2 separate regions of the Sus scrofa genome follow, and region 2 is linked to region 1. The links are chromatin contacts, called in public Hi-C maps. All regions are on one chromosome and are shown on one strand. The core of a region is the stretch at or near the end of the contact, and the rest is flanking DNA. Distances in the headings are between cores, read along the strand shown. Region 1 holds the start of SLC17A4 (probable small intestine urate exporter). Region 2 holds the start of SLC17A2 (sodium-dependent phosphate transport protein 3).

Region 1 (4,924 bases), core at 665-3,164:
CCACAACGGGAAATCCTGAGCCATCTTTTTGGATGGTTTTAGTCCCAGTTTTATTCCCTGGAGTTCTGGAGCTCTTGTTTCTTTGAGGGAAAAATGACATTCTATCTTAATTTTTCAGAATTATCTCAGAAAAGAATTCCTTTCTCCATCCCCACAATCTCTACCCTGAAATAGCAAATTAAGCTGCTCTCTATGGGAAAAACCCATTCCTACCACCTCAAAAGCAGAGTAATAAAGGGCAAAATATTGAAGGCTAACCTGAGGGAGGTAGGGTGCAGGGTCCTCAGTCCATTCAAATAAATTTCTCTAAGCTTCTTCAAATTTCCTAATCCCCAGGAGGTAAATGATTAGCCCAAAGTTTTAGCATTTCTGTTTCCAAAGGGGAGAGTCTCACTGGCTCAATGGTTTAATTTTTAACTGTGCTTTCATTGTTTCCCTGACAAGTATATTAAGCTCATTAAATCTTCCTCATGCTTCAAGCCCAAATGGTCACTTCCATCTTCCCTTATCTTCCATTCAGCATCAGTGCCCCTTCTTATAGGAGCCTAACAGCCCATGCTCCTTATTTAAGTACTGTCACCCTATAGGGTCTCTCAGGGTTATTATATTCTTCATGAGGATAGGATATGCCTTGTCCCTTTTTGGTCCTCTCTCCATCATCCTCCTGTTTCATAGAACTGGGCTCTCCCCAGAGTGGAGAACTAATATATTTGTAGAGAACTAATATAATATAAACTTGAATGGATTTTGTAGTTTTCTGATTTTAACTATTTGCACAAAGGCCGCTGAGGTTTCTGTGAAACTTGACACCCTGTGATTCTGGTCCCTTTAGTAGCAAAGCATTTCATAAGACCCAGGCATACTTGTGGTCTGTTTCCTCACCCTCCAATTCTCTCTCTTTCAACTGAAGTATAATTGACTTACAATATCGTATTAGTTTCAGATGTACAACATAGTAATTGAATATGATTATACTCCATACAAAGCTATTCTCTCTGGAGCCCACTAGCAGCAAGACAGCACTTGTCAAAGCTATCATCAACCTCCGTACTGGCAAATCCAGTGGTCACTTATCAGGGCTTATCTGTCAGTGCCAGGGAACATGGCATCCTCATGGATACTAGTTGGGTTCATAACCTGATCAGCCACAACAAGAACTCCCTGTATATTTACTGAGTATCGAACTATCTGGATTATAGTTTGTGCTTGTGTGTTAATTATTTAACGTTTTCCTGGAGTTGACTCTTAATATTTAGTGTAGAAAATCAGTCACTCTGAACAATTTTGAGCATACTGTCATTAGGTTTTATCATATTATTACATTTTCTACATAAATAGAAATGTATTTTTGTATAATTTATCTATGATTCAATTTTTCTCTCTACATGTCCCAGAATTTCTTTTGAGAAAAATAAAACCCTCGGCTGCCCCCCTCCTTCCACAGGGCACATGTGCTTAATTCGTGAAACATCTAGCTCACAAATTCGATTATTTTTAGCTACAAATTATGTCATTTCTTCTCAAAAATTTCTTAAAGAGCTTTAGACTTTTCTTCACAACATCCCTGCACATTTTTGTTGTTTGTCCCAAACTTCTGTAGCTTTTGTATCTATGTAATAATTAGTGAGTATATGAATTACATTGTTTTACCTTATAGTCTCATAGAAAAAAAAAAAAAGAAGCTTTTACTTTTTTACAGTAATGTACAGTACAATAATTGGATTTCTGTTTTCATTTCCTTCTTTAGATGTTTCTCTAAACTCAGCGCAATAAATCAACTGCTTGGAAAATTCCTTGACTAAGATGCCTGAGTATATCGCAAAATATCATCAAATAATGAGGGCAGCACAAAGTTTTCTTGGTCATATTCCTGGCTCTCTTGGGAATGGTACTGGTATTTCACTGCCAAACATGATCTTGGGCTTTAGGTTGAGATATGTTTTTTTGTTTGTTTGTTTTTTTGTCTTTTTGCTATTTCTTTGGGCTGCTCCTGTGGCATATGGAGGTTCCCAGGCTAGGGGTCGAATGGGAGCTGCAGCCACTGGCCTATGCCAGAGCCACAGCAACGCAGGATCCGAGCCGCATCTGCAACCTACACCACAGCTCACGGCAACGCCGGATCGTTAACCCACTGACGTCAACCCACTGAGCAAGGGCAGGGACCGAACCTGCAACCTCATGGTTCCTAGACGGATTCGTTAATCACTGCGCCACGACGGGAACTCCGAGGTTGAGATATATTTGACCCATACATTAAGAATCCTATTAGTCTTATTTTACTAAGCACTTTTGTAATGTCAAATAAGTATTAATTATGCCCTTTTGGCAAATTTGAATTTAACATACTTTTGGTGGATTGTTTTTTTATTTTTAGCACTAGCAGGGAGGATGAAATTTCGTTTATCCTTCTCAGGTTCTTTTGGCTGGTCTAATAATTAAATTGAGAGGGGACAGATTAACTGGAGGGAAAAAGCACCAATTTAATTCATACACGTGAAAGTCTCATAGAATTGGGAACTCCCCCAAGTAACTGAAGCAGACTATCTATGTATCATTTTTAGATAAAGAAACAATTATTTGTGAAGGTTTAACAACAAAGGGGCTTGTGCTTGGGGTAGCTAAGGAAGAAGTAATAAAGTTCGTTTATATAGATGTCTTAGCCTTGGATTCCCTAACTCCCGATATACTCTATCCTCCTGGTATAGGGAGGAATACCTTCACATAGAAGGTTTATTTTCCATTTTCAGGGGGAAAGAGGGGGAAAATAATCCATATGCTGTTTTCCATAGTGGTTGCACCAATTTACATTACTAAGAGTATTCTAAGATTCCCTTTTCTCCACATCCTCAGCAATATTTGTTATTTGTGTTATCTTTTTGATGATAGCCATTCTGATAGCCATGGTGTCTCATGGTGGTTTTGATTTGATTTCCCTGATGATTGGCGATATTGATTAGCATCACAGATACAGAAAACAAATCAGTGGGAAGAAGAGCTTTAGGGGATTAAGAGGTACAAACTACTATGTATAAAATAAATTAAAAAAAAAAAGGATATTTGAACAGCACAGGGAATATGGCCAATGTTTCTTTTGTAAGTTTTTTTGTTTTTTTGTTTGTTTTTCGGGTTTTTTTTTCTTTTTTTTGGCCAAGTCCATGGCCTGTAGAAGTTCCAGGGCCAGGCATGGAACTTGCACCACAGCACTGACAGCTGCTGGATCCTTAACCCACTGAGATACCAAGGTATTCCCAGACTATAGCCAATATTTTATAACTTTAAATGAAGTATATTCTATAAAAATATTGAATCATTATGTTGTATACCCAAAATTAATAAATCAACTATACCTCAATTTAAAAAAAAAAATAATATGCCATTGAGGCATATTTTGGGACAGCCTGCCCTGGGCCCCAACAGCATGAATATTACATTTAACTTGAAAACAAAAAGTAAAACCAGCTATAAAAAATTTGCAGAAAATTAGAGAAATCTGAAAATAGACTAGATGTTAGGGAATTATTGTTAATTTTACTAGATATGAAAATGAAACCAAGAATAACATCTCTCAGGAGAGGGATACTGAAACTGAAGTAAAATGCCATAATGCATACCATGTGGGTGTTCATGATATTTTTCTTTCAAGTTTCTCTTTGAAGAACTTAACAGTAAATAGCTGAAAAGTTAACAATATAACATAAAAGTTGAATGTTAGGGTTGGGAAGGAAATATTATCGATGATAACATTTTCAGGTTAAATATAATTTTAGTGGTCTACTACTTAAAATTTCTATGTATATAAGTTTTGTATGTTATATATATCCAATTTTATTTACTGGAAGAAGTAGACTACTATCAAGTCAACATTAAAGTGATTGGTATTTAAAAATATAGCACTCTGTACTGAATAATGGGCTTCCAGAAATTGTATTGGAAGGCAGTGAGGCAAAGAAATGATTTATTTACGTGCAACTTAAGATAATAAAATGAATTCTAAAGTTGAGAAGGGTATTGTGAGGAAATACAGCATTGGTGTGAAAAAACAAGCAAATAATTTTAGAAACAATTTGTTAAAGTGAAACAAATATAAAATCTATAAATAAGTTTACATAAAATACTAGTTCCAAAAGAAGAATTGAGAAGTCTTTGTGTCTGCTGGTTTTTTTGTAGGGGTTTTTTGGGGGATGGGTAATAATATATCAATCTCACCCATAATATTGAGCTCTCTCGTCACTTCCCTTTCAAATGAGGTTATATAAGAGACATCAATATATTACATTTATTTTAAGTAGAAAATGATTTCAAGTTTTTAAATAAAATGGATTTTTTCAAAAAAGCAAAAATTGCATTAAAGAAAAATATCAGTTAGGTGGAACATGTCTAAATCTGACTTTACTTTCACTTTGGCTTTAGAACCCAGTGTGATAAGCCAGGACCACACTGCAGTGACGTGTGATTGTATTGTAGTCTTAATCACATGTAGAGCTTTGCTTGTTCCATACTTTGGATTCTTTTCGAATCATGGATATTTTACATTTGCTCTCTCAGTGAAAGAAAGTAGATTTTATGTCCAAACATTATGTCCATAATTTAAATATAAGATTCTCTCTCAAACTTGAAAATTGATGACCAATATATAAAAATTACAAGACCAAGTTGTTACATTCTAATATTTACCCAGAACCAAGTGTCCATATAATTCACTCGTGGGCTATCTCAAGAGCCATAGGCCAGAAAAAAATTAATTTTTATGGAGAAGAAAAAGGAATAAAATGGAGATGAGGACCAGCTCTAGGTGAATTGGAAGGAAAGTGTTTAACACAACTTTTGAAATGTTTTGATTTGGCATTATAAATCCCATATTATAGATGTCCTAATGTTAATAGCACCTAAGTCTCTTGGAAGGATATTCCTTAGTAGGAGATAC
Region 2 (4,765 bases), core at 2,081-4,580, 170 kb before region 1:
CAAATTTAAAACTATATGACATTGTAAAAAATGCATCCAAGACAAATGGCATAGATGCAACTCATTCTTGCTTAATTTTCTATGACGCAGGCTCTATCACAATGTATTCACTTAGTCTTATTGATGAGCATTTAGGTTATTTCTAGTTGTCCTTCCATTTTTTTCTTCTTCTAGTTGAATTTTTACTGAATCTGTCTATTAATTCAGAAAGGGTCAATATTTTCATGATATTAAGTTCTCCCATCTAATAATACAGCATATAGTTCCATTTATCCAGATCTTGTTTTATGTCCTTTACTGGTTTTTTGTTTCTTTGTTTATGGCCACACCTGTGGTACATGTAAGTTCCCAGGCCAGGGGATGAATCGGAGCTGTAGCTGAGGCCACAGCAACACTTAATCTGAGCCACATCTGCAATTTACCCCAGCAGCTTGAGGCAAAACGGGATTGATCCTTAATCTACTGAGTGAGGCCAGGGAGTGAACCCACATCCTCATGGATACTAGTCGGGTTCTTAACCCATGGAGCCACTGCAGGAACTCCTTGTTTTATGTCCTTTAATAAAATTGTATTATTTTCTTCAAGTCATACTTCTCTTGTTCAATAATTCTTAAAGATTCTAGAGTGTTTGTTGCTAGAGAACATGAAAATCCTCTTTCAATTTCTGTTCTTGGCTAGTTATTTCTACTATTGAGAAAAGCAATTGATTTTTTTTTTAATGTTTATCATTTTTCCAGTCAGTTGACCAAATTTCCTTCATGCCTTTGTACTTTAATCCCCAGTGATGTTGAACAATTCTTATTCCCCACACCATGCCTCTATGACCTTGCTCTTTCTGGAAGGTCCTTCCCCTATATTACTGACCTTTTCACACCATCTATGAAGACTTGACCACAGACCACCTCCTCCAGGAGGCCTTCTCTGACAGTCCTGTGTTGACAGGGGTCCTTATTTGTTCTTTCTGTAGTCTGTGCCCATTCATATTGTTAGTTCTGATTACTTTTCATCCTAGCTGTCTGTCTTTTTGTATAGTCTCACTCGGTGGACTTTGAACTCTGTGAAGTTATGGGTTAGGTTTTAAACTGATAATCTCAGAAGCTAGCATCATGTCTGGAACACAGTAAATTCTCAAGTGGAATTGTACTGCTCTGATTGGAAACAGCTGTAAATGCCAGATCAGAGAGAATTTTTTTTAAGACTCTGATCTTTTCTGTTACATTCCTCTTGATACTTGTAAATAAGTTATAGATATTCTTGAAGTGTGGAAGCTCACTGAGTTGATTTAACAGTTTGTTATGTGAAAATCATGATGGGGACTAAGGGATTTGGATCAGCTACATAAATCTTGATTTTTAATGGCAAGCATATCTCAAGAATACATCCATTGAGTAAACTAATGTTTATTGAACACACATGATAGGCCAGATACTGTGCCAAGTGCTGTGGATATAGCACTTCTCAAAATACACAAAATTCCTTCAGGGAGCTTGCAAAATCCAACTATAGGATTACACTATTTAAACAAAATATGAAACTTGAAGAATATAGTTTGAATCTTATGGCACTGGACACTGTTGATCACTCTTTCCTTATTACAGTTAGTCCTATTGTGGAGATCCAGTCTTGGCAATTTCTTTTACCAGGGCTGCTGCCAGGTCATGCTGTACTTTTGCACAAATTAGAAAATGTTGCACTTTCATTGGCACAGTATAGGCAAACCAACAAACAAAAACTCTCATTTGTCCTCTTTTTTAACTATTTTCATTGACTGACCAAGTATGGAATGACTTTACAATAAGTCATAACCAGAATTTTCAGTTATAGGAAGGAAGGCACTGTTGTTTCAGTTCTCCATTTTATTTCCTCACTTTTCACAAGTGGACTGTGGTAAGCTAAATAATGCCATCTAAAGAGTTCCACATCCTAATCCCTGAAACCTGTGACTGTTACCTTGTATGGCAGAGGGGATTTTGCCTGTGTGATTGACTTCAGGATTTTTTTTTTTTTTTTTTTTTTTTGTCTTTTTGCTATTTCTTGGGCCGCTCCCACGGCATATGGAGGTTCCCAGGCTAGGGGTCTAATTGGAGCTGTAGCTGCCGGCCTACGCCTGAGCCACAGCAACGCAGGATCTGAGCCGCATCTGCGACCTACACCACAGCTCAAGGCAACGCCGGATCGTTAACCCACTGAGCAAGGGCAGGGATCGAACCCGCAACCTCATGGTTCCTAGTCGGATTCGTTAACCACTGAGCCACGACAGGAACTCCTGACTTCAGGATTTTGAGACAAGAAAGCTATCCTAGATTTTCCAAATGATCCCAATATAATTATAGAAAGTTCTTAGGGAGGTAGGAGTGCCAGAGTTAGAAAGATTTGAAAATGTTATACTGCTGCCTCTAAAGATGGAGGAAGCAGCCATGAGCCAAGGAAGGCAGGTGACCTCAAGAAGTTAGAAAAGGTAGAGAAATAAACTCTCTCCTAAGCCTCCAGAGAGAGTGTAGCCCTACGACATCTTGATTTTGGACCCAGTGAAATCCATTTTGGACATCTGACCTCCAGAACTGTAAATACGTGTTGTTTTAAGTCACTAAGTTTGTGGTAATTGATTACAGCAGCAGAGCCCTAATACAGGGGAACCAAGTAGCAAAATTCCAGTAGGTTCCTTGTGGGAGTGTGGCGAGACTAACTCAGGCAAGGAAAATCAACTAAGGCAATTTGAAGCTAATAAAAGCAGAAAGAGCAAGACTTCATTTTATAAGGGTTGAGAATCAAGCTGGGAAGACCCAGTAGCAGCCACAGTCCAAAATTTAAGAATCACAAATTAAGAACAAGTCCAAATATCAAGATTCGAGCCGAGACTGGATTAGAAAGAGCACAGATATGAAACAGGAAGGAAGCCTGCAGGGTAGCTTCATGGGAAGATATCAGAGTGGTCAAAGTTCACATTTATTAAGCTGTGGGCCCCAAGTGCTTAAAGAAAACCTAGCTGATTTAACAATATTCTTTAATGGGAACATCTCATTTATTGAGGACCTACTACCAGTTAGCATATGTATTTCATTTAACTTGCCCAATATCCCCATGAGTTGAGCATTATAACCCTTGCTTTACTTATGGAGAAACCAACTCAAAAGAGCTTAAATGACTTGTCCAAGGAGACAGAAAACACTAGGAAGTGAAGATGGGGTTGACTTCTCTCCAGTTCCAGGAGCCCTGCTCTTTCTTCCATGCCTGCTCGCTCTTTCAGGAAAAAGGCTTGTTGACATTTTAAGCTGTATGCAGAGTTCAAAGCAGCAAAACATAGTGTCATCTTTTGAGATACTCATTCTATCAGTGAGAACTTAAAATGAAGTTAAAAATTAAGCAGCAAAACCAAACCCAGACTCTCTGCTCTGAGGATGTAGGGCTAAACCTGCCTGCCATGTGACGCATTATTTATCCTTGTGAAATTGTGGAATTATTTGAAAGTGAAGAAGGGATGAAAACTCTTTCTTTCTTCAAGGTAGCCTTATAGTCTAGGTCTTACAATACTGGTTTAATGGTGAAGGTAAGTGCATTTCTTCTTTTTGGGTTGGAGGATAATTACTAATCAATCAGAGCTCCATTAAGGGGAGAGAAGAATTTGAGGGGAAGTCAGAGGAAAAAAACATTATCAGCAGCCTAAGGGTCTCCATCTGCTAATCGTTTCATTGCTAAGTGAAGAGACTTTCTAAAAAAAAGTAATCAATTCAATCAGGACCCTAGAGCAAGGCTTGAAAGGCTACTGGTGACAGTGAACTCTGAACAATGGTCACGTCTCCAAGGATTCTGTGAGTATTAATTGTGACACCTCCATGAATTGGAGAAGCTTTGGCTGTGGAACAAAATACTGGATCAGAACTAACAAGGTTTGGGATTGGAGATTGTGACTCAGGAGCCTTTTCAGATTTCTGTGTGTAGTTGAAATTGTCTCTCAGAAAAAGGAAAATATGAGCAAAGTTGTGAATAATATTTAAGGCAAGAAAACTTGTGTACTTGTAGGGATGACCTGGTCTGTTGCCCTCCTTGTACAACGGAGGAAAGGTGCCCAAACAGATTATGATTAGTGCCTGTTAGTTCTATGGTGGGAAGCCCTGTGGTAGGCGAGGAAGATCCAGGGAAGGTGCCCTCTCTCAACCTGCCCAGAGAAAAATCCCAATTCCATAGCATAGATAGACTCACACAGGCCTGGAAGACACAGCCTGAGCTTGTTGCTTGGAGGAAAGAAGAGCAGACACCCCTGCTTATCTCCTGGGGAGAGGAGCTGTGAGTCTCCTGTGGGCAGGGCCCCAGGTGCACCTTAATTTTGACATAATCCTGCCTTGTAGGATCACCCACTCTTGGTGCTTAGTACATTTCTTTTTTTCATGATTAATTAATTCATATGAATTGATAGCATGATGTAAATGATCTCTGGAACAACTAGTTTTATTCCAGAATTACCAGTCTCTCAGATAAACATGATAAAATGGGCCTCGGTTTTACTAACCTGGAAGAAATGACTTCTTCCCATGTTGTCTGGTGTTTGTAGTGAGATGCATCCCTTCATTATCCATCTTCTGGATTCTAGTCCAGAAGAACCCACTTTTAAAAGAAAATGTTTAAAAACAACTTTGTAAAGCAAAAGCATTTTTGTGGAAAGACAGGTCATTTACTGTAATCCTGTGTTTATTAATCGGAGTGGACCCAAGTGCCAGTCTTGTGACTATTTATTATTCTGTCTGTTGTTAATATGAATGACATTTTA

What was found. Hi-C and Micro-C count contacts between places; a contact is called where the count stands out from the background.
Region 2: a Hi-C map of liver shows a contact between it and region 1, with 2.4 times the contacts expected there. The contact joins the promoter of SLC17A2 here to the promoter of SLC17A4 in region 1. A contact is called at or near these places in 2 of 5 promoter capture datasets (fetal liver and liver) and 4 of 47 Hi-C or Micro-C datasets (liver and skeletal muscle).

What each region holds. Positions count from the first base shown.
Region 1 is chr7:20,487,278-20,492,201 of Sscrofa11.1, reverse strand. SLC17A4 (probable small intestine urate exporter) reads right to left here and starts at 1,914. Exons shown (of 14, transcript XM_021098409.1): 1 at 259-1,914.
Region 2 is chr7:20,662,063-20,666,827 of Sscrofa11.1, reverse strand. SLC17A2 (sodium-dependent phosphate transport protein 3) reads left to right here and starts at 3,330. Exons shown (of 21, transcript XR_002345599.1): 1 at 3,330-3,547. All of the region lies in intron 1 of LOC110261475 (a long non-coding RNA gene), which reads right to left.